3 separate regions of the Gossypium hirsutum genome follow, and all the other regions are linked to region 2. The links are chromatin contacts, called in public Hi-C maps. All regions are on one chromosome and are shown on one strand. The core of a region is the stretch at or near the end of the contact, and the rest is flanking DNA. Distances in the headings are between cores, read along the strand shown. Region 1 holds the start of LOC107926994. Region 2 holds the start of LOC107926930 (protein DETOXIFICATION 49). Region 3 holds the start of LOC107927001 (RHOMBOID-like protein 3).

Evidence for each region. A called contact is a pair of places that touch in the nucleus more often than the background predicts.
Region 1: a Hi-C map of leaf shows a contact between it and region 2, with 1.8 times the contacts expected there. The contact joins the promoter of LOC107926994 here to the promoter of LOC107926930 in region 2. A contact is called at or near these places in 8 of 34 Hi-C or Micro-C datasets (anther, hypocotyl, leaf and 2 more).
Region 3: a Hi-C map of leaf shows a contact between it and region 2, with 2.7 times the contacts expected there. The contact joins the promoter of LOC107927001 here to the promoter of LOC107926930 in region 2. A contact is called at or near these places in 8 of 34 Hi-C or Micro-C datasets (hypocotyl, leaf and seedling).

What each region holds. Positions count from the first base shown.
Region 1 is chrA08:117,454,443-117,459,056 of Gossypium_hirsutum_v2.1, reverse strand. It overlaps LOC107926994, which reads left to right and starts at 2,378. Exons shown (of 3, transcript XM_016857950.2): 1 at 2,378-3,642. The coding sequence starts at 2,863.
Region 2 is chrA08:117,633,858-117,638,367 of Gossypium_hirsutum_v2.1, reverse strand. It overlaps LOC107926930 (protein DETOXIFICATION 49), which reads right to left and starts at 2,087. Exons shown (of 1, transcript XM_016857875.2): 1 at 1-2,087. The coding sequence starts at 1,832. The coding sequence ends at 225.
Region 3 is chrA08:117,833,028-117,837,808 of Gossypium_hirsutum_v2.1, reverse strand. LOC107927001 (RHOMBOID-like protein 3) reads left to right here and starts at 2,758. Exons shown (of 5, transcript XM_016857958.2): 1 at 2,758-3,336; 2 at 3,542-3,705; 3 at 3,824-3,987; 4 at 4,124-4,374; 5 at 4,467-4,738. The coding sequence starts at 3,047. The coding sequence ends at 4,578.

The DNA of each region.
Region 1 (4,614 bases), core at 1,129-3,628, 180 kb after region 2:
TGATAAATGGTTTATTACTATAAATAACATAGCGGCTAAGTTTTTGAAAAATTTTAAATCTTCCGCTATGTAACAAAATCGTTTTGTAAACTAAATTTTTCCACCATCTCCCATTTACATTAGAGATGGCGAGCATACTATTGCTGAGTACATAGATTTCTTTTTGGTTGATCAATCATCTACTTATAATGCTATTTTCGGTGTAGGCCGATTGTTGCAAAGTTAAGAAATAATTCTTTGATCCATTAAAAAACAACTCAACTTAGAAATATCTAGATCACATCAAAAAATGCATTCCAAATTTGCTTATGTTTTAAACTTAAAAAATAGCAGATTTGGTAAATTTAATTTTATAATTTTCACCCATCCATGATGTATATTACTCTTGAACCCTCTTGAGTTCATATCATGCAGGGCTTGGTTGTGAAATAGATGCATCACAAGCCGATGTGGAAGAAAAGGAACAAAAACGGCCCCTACAGATGTAGAAGCTAAGGCGGCAAAAATTACCAAATTTGAATTGGGATATCTTGGGGTTTAGATACAAGATAGAAGTGTTAGCTGCAAGAGAACCAAGTGGGGCAGTTGGCTTTGGCTACGAAGTGTTCTCCGTTGGGTGCTCATTGAATTAGAAATAGGTGCAGAGGTTGAGGTAAGGGTTTGTTTCTATGGTTGTGTTTATATCTTCTTGTTTGAAACTTCTAACAAACAATGCCAAAATGTTTGTTTCTTCTAGAGATGAAGGAGGATTGCAAGAATTGAATATTGAATTACGAGTTTGTCTTGAACGAGTTAACTAAAAAAGTATTGGAATAGTTACTTTGATTGCTCTTTGACAATTAAATTAGTTATGGAAAATTACAAAATTAAATGTGCCTCTTACATCTAAAACTCAACTCAGATAAATCATTTTTTTGTAACTAATTCATAGCCAAAGACTCTCTTCTCATTAGCTCATGTTTTTGTCCTCATCAATGGCCTAGTATGAATAGAGCAAGGATAGCAGCTGGCTAGGCTTTGTATATCTTAGACCATTAGCCTCGTCTAATTATTTAGAAGTCACTTTTTATTATTAAGGGTAAATTACACTATTAATCATTAAACTATAGGTAAATTTTTATTTTAGTCACTAAATTATTAGGAAATTTTTATTTAAATCGTCAAATTATTTAGAAGTTTTCATTTAAGTCATTAGAATATTTTTTTTTTAAAAAAAAAGCTTCACCAGCAAGCTTCAAGCGACGGTTTGACAATTAGAATGGTGGATCAATACCCTTCGAGGAGGAAAAACAAAATACCTTAGATCTAACTCGATATGATGGTCAATATTGGAGATTGAAGAAAAGAAACTATTTGAATTTTGGTTTGTAAATTTGTGATGTCTAAAATTATTTCATAAAAAAACTTAACTATAGAAGAGAAGGAGAAAAAGAACTTCCGATTGGTGTAGGCAATATGAACAAAGAAAGCTATATAACATCAATTTTAACATCCCAGTGACTTAAATGAAAACTTTCAAATAGTTCAGTGACCAAATTGTAACTTTTTTTAGTTAAGTAACTAAAACGAAAACTTACCCATAAATTAGTAAGTAATGATACAATCTGCCCTATTATTAATTAGTATAAGACTATTATTTGATGAAACCTAAAAGTACTAGGTACCGAAATTAACTTAACTCAGATTAAAACTTAAAAAAGAAAAAATGAACCAAATAATAAACAACCATTCAGTACCTAATATTAGCCTTAGTGCAACATAGTGACTCATAAATCATCACTTAAGTCTTTATTATTATGGGACTTGGACTAAAAAGAACTCCTAATAATTCAATTCCATTTACTACTGAACTGCCCCAACCTAATTTTTTTAATTGTGAGGTATCAAGAGATGTGCTGAAGCCCATAGCCCATCACTACTTAGGGGGAGGGTGGATCATCATCTTTTATAAGGTGATAACTATAAATTTTTATACTCCTAAGATTAATTTCTCAATTGAAACAACAATAATCATCAAAAGAATATACACTCAATTTCAATATCTCATATATGTTTTTAAGCATGACTATTTTTTTAAGAAAGAGATGTTAAGTTTCAAAACATTTTCAAACTCAACCCTGACATACTAAATGTTGTAAAATTTAAAAATAGTATAGGATCTAAGTTTTTCAAATCTTAAACAAATATATTTTGAAAAATAATTATAATATACAAAACCATTTTTGTTTAGGTAAAAAATGAGAATCAAACTACTATTTTATCATAAAATTTGTTGCAAAGACAAACACACGTGACAAAGCACGTGAAGACTTTCCTCCAGTATCGCTGCATGCATGGAAGATAGCACATCATTTTCAGATTTTTTTCAGAGGTCAACTACTGGTCTCTCAAACTCTTCTTTCATCTTTCCCCTTCACTGTAATAACAAAATTATAAATAAATAAACTTTTACATGCATTTAATTCACCAATTCAAAAAACCCATTAAAATATTGAAACTTAAGATTCAAAAACTGAAAGCATCGACAAGAACAAGAGGAAGAAGGAGATGAAGCAGCAGTGCAGCATCATCCTAGCTTCTCTCTCACCTTTCAAAATCTTCACCCTAGAGATCTTTACAACCTTTAAAATCTTTCCTCTATAAATCCCTCTCTCTCTGTAATTTTTCCATTTCTGCGTTCCTCTGTTGTACTAAAAGCTGCTTATGTTCTGATCATTCTGAGTCTATTTTAAATGCCCTCTTATCTTCTTCAAGTTTTCATCATCATATCATATCCAACATTGCTTACAGCTGTAAGTAACAATTAACGTATTACATAACCCTTTTTTGTTTAAAACCCTGCAACCTTTTTCTCCCATCAATATGGCTTTGATCGGTGTTCCCGCTGATCATATTAAGCTTAGGAAAACGCTTTCGTTCGAGAAGAAACCTTTGATGCTCAAAGATTTCCTCCTAAGAGACGATCTGAGTTCCTGCTCTTCTAGTGGTTTCAAATCGTTTCCACGTCAACGTTGCTGCACCACCGTCAGGTTTCTTCTCGAGGCCGAGTTGAAGAAATCCAAAGATAATTACTCAAGCACCACTAAACGGCTTCTTTTCAGAAGCCGTTCGAAACCAGGTGCCGCCACCATTTCAGCTCTGCAAAGAGCTTCAGAAGTTGTTCTTAACGCCGTCAAGCTACTCCCTTTTCCTTCCGTCAAGTCATCATCTTCATCGTTGTCGATGAAAAGAAACAGTTCCAGGAAAGTGCATTTTACCAGGAATTTTTCAAGGAAGCTCTTGAAAAGAAGCTTTTGGAGAAAAGCTGACAAGGAAGATCATCAGGGTGAGATCAGACGCTGCAAGTTGTTCCGTGAATTTCTTGAAGAGAAAAATGAACCGTCCGATCAGAATACGACTACCAACGTCAGTACCACCGACACATCCTCCTACTCCTCAACAACCATTACTGCCAGTAGGGTCTCCTCCAACACAAGCAGTAACAGCTGGGCAGAAAGTGAATTTACTGCGGATGTTTTACAGACTTGGAGCAGTAATTCAGAGAGGTCGAGCCAAAACGACATCGTTGAGGCTGAAACAAGTTTACCCCAGAAGGAAGAAGTCAGCAATACAGTGGGTGAGGATTCCATCAACTTCACAAAGGTAAATTGGTAGGAGATGAATTGATTTGAATTCAATATTTTGCGTGTTCAAATTTTAATTAAAATTAATTTTATCCTTTGTCTGTTGCTGGCGTTATCTGATTGTTTGATGTCTTTTAATCACCACATATATTTTTGGAATGATGAATTAGGTAAGGGATGTGAAGGGGATTTTGAGATTTAGTGAGGGTAGGATTGGGGAAGGGCAGAAACAGCTGGAAGTGGGATCGCAATCGCATGGATTCCTTTACTTTCCCACGCGTGGAATATTTATCGGGAAGTGATAGGGTACATCTCGAAGCTTTGGAATTAAATTCCCAAGGAGCAACCCGAGGCCTTAGATCCCCCTACACGGCGTAGAAACCCGAAACGAATATGAAATAGTACATGAGATGAGATGTACCCTATTCTGCTATATATGCTTATGTTAAAAAGTATGAAAAGGAGTAAGATAATATGTTTTCAACTAATTCTATTACAAATTATGTTTTAGGAATAATAAAGATGGTAGTTGTTGGTTGGTGCTTTTAATTTAAATATTTAATTGAGTTTGGAATTAGGTTAGTTATGAATCTCCATCGTAGGCAGCTGATTTGGTATGGTATATGGGTCCTATTTTCATTTAAGAAATCAATATTAAATATCTTTGAATTATTTTTTATTGTTGCCAATGCATAATATTAAGCAATATGGTCCCTTTACTGTTGTGTTATTAGTTAGCTTTATGAAGTTCCAAACATTATTATAATGGGTGGGCAGATGTCGAGTTAGTGAGTTGACTTAATCCAAATGTAACTTGTCTTTAAAACATTTTACTTGTTCCTAGATTTTTGTCTGTTTTGAATTCAACATGCCAACAATAAAAGCATGCACTGTTTATAATTTTTGGACCACCGGATCTTCTGTCACTAGCTAGTCCTGAAACAAACTCAACCTTACGGTTCTTCTCATCTCGTTCTTGGTTTAAGCAGTT
Region 2 (4,510 bases), core at 838-3,337:
GATACCCGATTGAGAAATTGCTACGTTGTACGCGCAACGTGATGCATTTCCAAACAAAACGACACAACAAACATGGCCGGACTAAGAAACTTGTACTGTTTGGTTCACAAATCTATGTTCTGTTTCTCCGTTTTTTCCATTCCGAAACACAAAGAAATTCTATTCTGATCAAATTCACAGAAAAAAAAAACAATTGGTTAGAAAAATCAACCCCTGCTATTAACTCAAATCAGACAGGTAAGTTGTTTTTGTTTTTTGTCATGATGTAATAACCCTGAAGATTCTTTCATACTCCCATCCTGGTTGGCGTGGTCATCATCATCAACAGGGACCTCTCTGGTCAGTTCCTGCGCCCTCCAGGCTTGAAAGTCCCAATCGGTGCGAATCACAGTGAACAACATGGTTAGCAAACACGAACCTTGGGCGGCTAGAAGACCAAGCCAAAGACCTTTGAAGTCAAACCCTGCGAAGAAACTTAGCCACACTGCAACTGGCATGCCTACAAGGTAAAAACATCCCAAGTTGATGTTTGCTCCTAATTTTGGCCTCGCCGTTCCTCTTAAAACTCCGCAGCCTGTTGTTTGTGGGCAGTTTCCGAGCTCACAAAGTCCAAGTATAGGCAAAACCATGGATGTTAAGGCGATGATTTCCGGGTCTTGGGTGAATATTGCAGCCCATTTTTTTCTAATCAATATAGCAAAAAGGAATGCGGAAAATCCGAGTACCGAGCTCGATGAGAGGCCGACGATTGCAGCTAGTTTTGCTTTGTTTGGATTGTTAGCTCCAAGTTCATTTCCGACTCTTGTTGACACACCAAAGCTTAAGGAAGATGGAAAAATGTATATAAAAGATGTGGTTTGAATTAAAATACCCATTGAAGCAACAGTTGCTTGTGGATTTAACAACAGCCCACATAACAAAATCATGATTTCATACCACCACCATTCCAGGCAAACTGAAATGCAGCTTGGAATGGATAAATTCAATAAATATTTCCAGCCTTTGAAGCAGTCTGAGGAAATTCCACCCCATGTTTTCTTGTACACCCCGGAGATTTTCACGTAAACAATCAACGAACCTACGAGATTGAAGTTCGTCCAAACGGACCCCAAAGCAACGCCTTTGATGCCAAGATTGAGCACCGAAACAAGAAGGTAATTAATGGGAATGTGGAGAAGAATCGCCAGAGTCGAACAGTATGTGAGAGGCAAAGTTATAGACTGAGTCCTCAAATATGTACGCAAAGGGTGTAAAATGGATTGTGCAAGAAGGTCTGGAAGAGAATAAAGAATGTAGGATTGAGCTTCATTGGCCATATTTTCATCTTGGCCGCAAAAGAGAAGGATATTTTTCATGCTGAACCACAAAGAAGCAATGGCAATTGAAGTCAAAAGAAGCATAAGTATCATTTTTTGCATGGTGAGGCCAAGAACTTTGAATCTTTTGGCACCAAAAGCTTGACCACAGATGGGCTCCATCCCCATGGCAAGGCCAGAGAGAACGGAGTACCCTGTGATGTTAGCAAATCCAATAGCCAGTGAGCCACCAGCTAAAGCGAGCTCCCCTAGACGCCCAAGAAACAACATGGAAATCATGGATCGAGAGTAGAGCAACAGCCCCGTTAGTACCATCGGGAAAGCTACGTTGGCTATGCAATTCAATTCACCAATTATTGGAGACAGACAAGTCTTTTCTGAAGTCATGTCTTGTCTTTGTTCTGTTAGGATCTTGAGGTTCAAAGGAGTACTTAACATATCTGATTCTTGTACCACGATTGTAGCAAGATTTTCGTGATCCAAACTCTGTTTGCAAGATGAGGAGAAGCCCCCCATGATTGTGCACTTCCTTTTTATGGTACGGTGAGAAAACGAAAGTGGGAAGAGCACTAAGGGTAAACCAGAGAGGAATTTGGGTATAATCGTTTGAAGGAGAGATAGCCAATTGGGGGGGGGGGACTGAAAAGATGGAAAGAGTATGTGGGTTTTAAAGGGGTTTTTAACCTGTGGAGACAAGAACAATTGACAGATCGAGCTTCCTTTTATGAACGACCAGGAGATGTCACTGTTGCCAATTGGGTGTGCAAATGAAAAATCAACCCCTGAATGGGAACTCGCTTTGTTTAAAATTGCTTCACAAGTGTGAAGTATTTATGAGGATATCGGTTTAAAACCTATTTGCCTTTTACCTTCTTTAATTGATCTAATTAAAGGGGGAACAAAGCCTTTTTAACTCTCCGATTTTACGTTTTTAGTTGAGGAAACATAATAAATATTTGGACGGTTATATGTGGACCTAATTATACACATGAGGAAGCTTGCTGAACCTCTACTGTTTTGTTGCTCAAGCAACCCTCTCAATTATCTTATTAATTTCCACCAATTGATTGGCTGCTTTAATAATGTTTAAACCCTCTTCTTTTCGGGGACCTAACCAAATAATTTTTTAAGAATGCCCATGGCTATGCAAGTTGTTTGTTACTGTTAGGCTTGAGTTGATATTTCATACCTTCTTTATTTTTTATTGATATGATTGAGGTTAAAATGATAAAGGTAAAAATAGTGAAAATTAAAATGTATAAAATAATATTTGTATATATTTATGAAAATATCCAATTATTTTTAAAATTTTATAATTAAATTAGTAAAGATGAATCTAACCTGTTAGGTTGAATTAAACATTAATACTCGATTTACACATGAATGTTTTAAGTAGTTAATGGTTAAAGTTAGGATGAAATCATAACTAACTCCTTTACACACAAATAATAAAGAAATCACTGAGTTTTTAGTCTTTTTGAATGTGTCAAATAAGGAATAAAATAGTAATATTTTCATGGTGCTGACACATAATGATTTTTTATAGTATATACATATAATAATAACAATTTAACGGACCACATAAAAGAGATGGGATTTAATTGATCTTTTGTTTTGGCAAAAAAGAGAGAGATAATGTTATGAAAACATAAGGCTAGGGTTTACCACTAAATCCTATGATTTTGTCTTGGAGCTAGCATTGGTCGGATAGGCCTAGGCTCTTCGTGGATTCAGTGTACTCAGCAGCTATGGACGGTGGCGGGCGCCGATATATGCCGAAGGGAGGGGGATCCTGCTTTACATGTTTCATGTTTGTCTCGATCGACCATCATCTTCCTCGGACACTTCACAAAGCTCGAATTAACCAATAGTGTCACATGAAAGGTACAAGCAACTGTGATCAACAAACAGTAACGGCAATTTTGTTCTTTGTGACAAAGGGAACTCATGCTCCTGTTTATGTACTTTAATATATCATTTTTGAAATCGAAGTCTACAATAAGTTAATTAATTCTTCTTTTCATGATTGTTACTTGAAATTGTGAGTACAATCTCTCCATCGTTACTATATCAACAAGATTTGTTTGGTTAAGTCAACAAACTCAGATTTTCATCCCTGTTATTTTCTGTTTAAGCAAGTTTTTCGTTAATATTCAGTAAATGAATTATACTTTACATTTATGAAAACAACCCACATTCTAAAGATAACCAAATTTGTACAATCCACTATCACTAAAATCATAATTTATCAAAGAATAATAGGCTTCTTTCCCACACAAAAAGTGTCCATTTATGTTATACTTTTTATGAGTTTGCTAACGTTTTTAGCACCATTTTTTTAGGTTAATTAATCAACATATTTAAGGAGGCAAAAAATCAATATATTTACAATTTTAATAGAGGAGATTATTATATGAGATTCATTGTATAAGTTTCAAAATTATATATGAAATAAATTATTAATTGTTTTTTAATATTTTATTTGAGTCTTTAAAGTTTTAGTGTTGTATCAATTAATTTTTTTTATTAGTTTAGAGTTGTTAACTTTGTAGAACACTCACATGCCATGGGTCCCAGTAGAAAACCCGTGGCCATTGCACAACAAATGCATCCAATGGAGGTCTATTGTTCAGATGTGAATCATTTTACCCACAAGAACTGGCCCGATTGAAAGAATTGTTGGAAAAGCCTGTCAGATTAAAGCCTAGGTGGCCCAATAATGAAGATATGGCAACATAGGCTATTTTTAGTAAATATGGGGACTAATCTTAGAAGGTTATAGGAATCATATCTTGTAAAGATTAGATTAGATTTGATATTATGTAATCTTGTAAATCCCTAAAATCAAGGAATAGGCTAATCTCGTCCGTCGATGTAACTTGATCTAGACCGTCAATTTTAGGGGAGCTCAACTATAAATAGAGAGCCTCCCCCTCACTTGTTAAATACTTCATTCATCTATTGTTTCATTATTATTTAAGAGTAATAGAATACTAAGAGCATTTACTCAAACACCTCTCGTGCGTTCTTTTCTGTGGTTTTCTGTTGTTCTTTCGTGGCTTCTTTTGGCATTATTGCTTCCGCTATACAAATTGGTGCCTTGAATGAATTCTAAAGAAAACCTCACTTGTGGTGATTAGGCTGACTTAGGTGAGTTTGGCACGAACTGATCGCCTAAGGCCACACGGATCGCA
Region 3 (4,781 bases), core at 1,509-4,008, 200 kb before region 2:
CTGCTGGTATTCTGTTTGAAATTCTTACTTTACCCGGTTAAAGTGTGTTGAAACTCCAACAATTGGTATCAGAGCCTTAGTCTTAAGGGCCATTGATGTTTGCTTCCGCTGCTTGTTAAAAAAAAGTTGTCAAAGCATGTCATCAAGGACTGCTTGAAAAGAAGACAACATCAGCTCAACCTTAAAAGACTCCCAAACAAGCTTGAATAAGCTGAAGGAGGAGTTTTAAAGGAAAAAATGTGAGCTTTCCAATGTGCAAGCTGCAAGCTCAGCAAAAATGTGCAAGTTGCAAGCTCAGCAAGATGTCAAAGCTGCAAGCTTAGCGAGAAGTGATAGTTGCGAGCCTGTTGAAGACACCTGCTGAAGACAGTATGTAAAGATGCGAATCTGTCAAAGGTGCGAGCTCAACAACATGTGGAAGCAAGAAGAAGCAGGACTGTAATTAGCAAGGGAACAAGGCAAGATGTGTTTGAATGGTGATACCAACCAAGGCAGTGAAGGAGGAGAAGACTCCATTTGATGAGTAAATGTTTGGCACAAAAGACTGGGATAGTCAAGTGTGCAAGTCAGATTTGCTATGAAGGAGGAGAAGGCTCCATTTGATCAACGAATATTTAGGCACAAAAGACTGGGATTGTCAAGTGTGTCAGTGAGTTTCTGTTGATAATGAGGCCAAGGTTGAAGATAAGTTGAGAATGAAGTTCTTGTGCAGGGTCAGCTTGAAAGAAAGCATCTAAGGACTGCCAAGTTCAAAAACTTGATGAATGAATGACATTTGCAGCATGGAGTCCAAGCAGGAGTGTTGGAAATTGGCCATCCATGCTACTGTTATGTTTTTGTTGAGTGCATACGGCTTGTATGCATGCTGCATGCTGCAGCAACATGTTGTCTGTTGTAGTTGCAATTTAGTTTAGTTTGGTTAAAAATGAACTAGTTGTTGATGTTTTTGATAGGTTTAGGTGATGATTGAGCTGATAATTCTGCTTATTGATGTGTACAAGTAATGCTTAGCAAGTCCCTAGGCTACTAAGTGGGAGTAGGTAGTATTTGGTAATGTGTTTTCTCTATAAATGTATTATTTTTCTTAATGAAAAATTGAGCTAAATGAGCTGAAGCCATAGCTCCCTTGCTGCACATTTGTGAGCAAGTAAAAATACTGCCTTGTTCTGTCCTGTATTTCTTCCTCTGCTCTGCTCTTTCCTAAAAAATCCCCAACAATAGATAAAAGCTTGAACTTCAAGCATTTTTCCTTCATATTTTACCCGGGTATAATACGTTGCTGCTGGTATTCTGTTTGAAATTCTTACTTTACCCGGTTAAAGTGTGTTGAAACTCCAACATTTATGCATGTAGTTGCAGCATTTATTATTTATTTATATAAGCTCCGTCCGATTTGCGTGTGTCTATCATATATGAATAGAGGAGGTTTAGTATAAAGGACGTGAAAAGGCAGATGGCAGATGGCAGATGGCAGATGGCAGATGGCGGAGGCGTAGAGCGTAGGTTGAAAGCCAAAGGAACTAGTCCAGCCAGCCAGCCAACCAACTGAAACCCATAGTGGCTTGCTGCCAACTCACTCCACCTATAAAATTTCGCTTCATTTGCTGAGCAATTCCTATCCTAATCCGCGTAATATCAGCGTGTCATTTAAATAATAAAAGTCAATCCCTGTAATGATTTTATTGCCATTTTGAGTGTTTGTGATCAGCTCCTTAACATGGAAGGCATCAGCCTTTCATACCCATTTTTACCATATCCATATTTATATATCAATTAAGGTTTACACCAAAAAATCTTAACGCCAGAGTTTATGGAATTTTCTTCAAACCAAAGAATAATTTACAAATTATATGTTAAATATCCATATAGGAAACTATATTTTTTAATTCCTTTTCCTATTTTATTCATTTCTTTATTACACTCCATCTGTTAATAACTCATTTCACAAACTTTATCTAAGCCACTATTTTAGAGGAATCAGAATTGCAATTTTTTAACGATTAACTTATAATTTTTAAAGCAATTTTACTATTTGAGGACCTCAGTTTCCAATGCTGCCTTTTACAAGATGTACTCTCAATATACATAATACCATTCTTTCTTTCTTTCCTTTAATTAGATGAGCATGAAATGAAAAATTGACAACCACATATGGCTGGAGGCCCTCTACCTCTACCATTGACTAATTGAAGATATATTAATTATTTGCTTAAAATATGCTGTATTTCGTCTAAGTTTGAGATTTAGCAATCAAGTTTTCTTTTTTTTCTATTTAGAAATTTTAGTCTAATCAGTAATATTATCAGTATTTTCTGTTAAAATTTATCAATTTTACACATTAATTAAATTATTTTTATATAATGTGAGATATGATTAACAAAAAATAAATATATTAAATTAATAAATTTTAATAAAAACTATCATCAACAATAATAGTTTAACTAAGATTTTTAAATCAAAAAAAAATAAAAATTTTAATTTTTAAGTATAAGGATTAAATCTGAATTTTTTAAAATATAAAAACTAATAGCATATTTTAAAAGAAATGAGAAATTGGAATTTTCTTATTTTTCCGTGATTATTATGGCATTAAAAGGTGATAGAATGTAGAATGTTGATCATTTCCAGGTGGGGATAATTACGAAGTTAGAATCACTTTCCATAACGTTCATTCTTCATCAAAAGGTTAAAAAACTAATGCATCACTTTATTAAAGATTTTGGGGTTCATCAATGTTACATTTAAAAGAGGAGGTAAAGAACAAGCTTTTACTCTATCAAACCCAACAGTCAATCACACAAACCACCACGAAACAAAGCTCAAAGATAGAGACAGACAGACTGACAGCTATAAAAACTTGTAGGCTGTAGCTCAACGGTTAAATCTGTACCCACAACCCAAATCTCTCTCCATTTCTACTAATCGAAATAGATATAAATTTGAGTTTGATCCCAGTTTCCTTTGAAAAAGAAAACCCCACAGAAGAAAAAAAGGTACAAATTTTATTCATTAAACTTGAAAAAGAACCAAGTTTTTGTATTGGAGGATGGCAAGTGGGGATCTAGAGCGAGGAGGAAGGAATGGGAAGAACAGAGCAAATAGCTATCACCAATCATCATCTCCTTTCTATGTAGAAAACACTGATAAGCAATGGACTTCATGGCTTGTTCCAATGTTCGTGGTGGCTAATGTTGCTGTTTTTTTTGTGGTGATGTATATCAATGATTGCCCTAACAACAATCTGGGATTTGAAGGCAGCTGCGTGGCTAAGTTCCTTGGCAAGCTTTCTTTTCAGCCTTTGAAAGAAAATCCTCTCTTTGGTCCTTCTTCTCATACGTAAGCCGCATCTACTCCCATCTCTAAATCTGATGGTTTTAAACCCGCTTCGAATTGGGTTAGAATGGAACTTGAGGCTCCTTGGATTTTTATATGATGTGTATCTTTCCTGTTCTTTTTCAGTCTATAGCAAGATTTTAATTAGGTCATGCCATTGGCAATAATTGTAGCTCTTTCTAACTTTCTAATTTTTGTTCTTATTCAGATTGGACAAATTGGGAGCACTAAATTGGAGCAAGGTAGCGCATGGCAAGCAAGGATGGAGGCTCATCACTTGCATCTGGCTACATGCTGGCGTTATTCATCTTCTTGCTAACATGTTGAGCTTGGTCTTCATTGGAATTCGCCTTGAACAGCAATTTGGATTCCGTATTCTATCTGTCCTTTTCTTAGTGCTTGATTAATGATTATTTGATTCATTACTTGCTGAATGAAGAATTTGATCATCTTGCTGTTATAGCTTATATATGTGTTTTTCCCCTGACAGTGCGTATTGGGCTTATCTATCTATTGTCCGGCTTTGGAGGGAGTATACTATCATCTCTTTTCATTCAGGATAATATTTCTGTTGGTGCATCTGGTGCTTTATTCGGCCTTCTGGGAGCAATGTTATCGGAGCTTCTGACTAACTGGACTATCTACACAAATAAGGTATGTCATCTGCCCTTTGTATATATACGCTTTGAAAGCAAAAATGTTTACATGTTGCATTCTATTGGAAAATAGTAATTGCTTTGATGTTTGTTGCATAATTGTTAACTGTGAGTTTGTTGACGTATGTGTGTAGGCTGCTGCTCTGATCACACTTGTGGTCATTATTGCCATTAACTTAGCAGTAGGGATTCTTCCTCACGTCGATAACTTCGCACATATCGGTGGCTTCTTGACCGGCTTTCTCCTTGGGTTTGTTTTGCTGCTTCGTCCCCAATTCGGGTGGGTTCAACGTCAGCATGTTCCTGCTGGTGCACCTGTTAAATCTAAGCACAGGGCATACCAATATGTTTTCTGGGTGATTGCAGTGGTCTTGGTTATAGTTGGGTAAGTATCTAAATCCTGCATTTTAATTTAGCTTTCGTCCTTCTGTTGACTGGAAAGATTGATATGTTGTATAATTTATGGATGGGATGCAGATTCACAGTCGGATTGGTGATGCTGTTTAGAGGAGAAAATGGAAATGACCATTGCAGCTGGTGCCATTACCTGAGCTGTGTTCCTACATCAAGTTGGCACTGTGGAAAATAATAATGAAACCATTACCATTACTACTATTAACCCCCGTCTTCATCTTCTCTCACTCAATTCTTTCACTATTTTTATTCGTTTATTAATTTCTTCCGGTTGATATTTGTCTATGTATATGCTTAGAGATTATATTTGAATATTAGTAAATTCGTTGTTCTTATATGGATGCAATTCTATACATCATATATGTTGTCATTGAATGC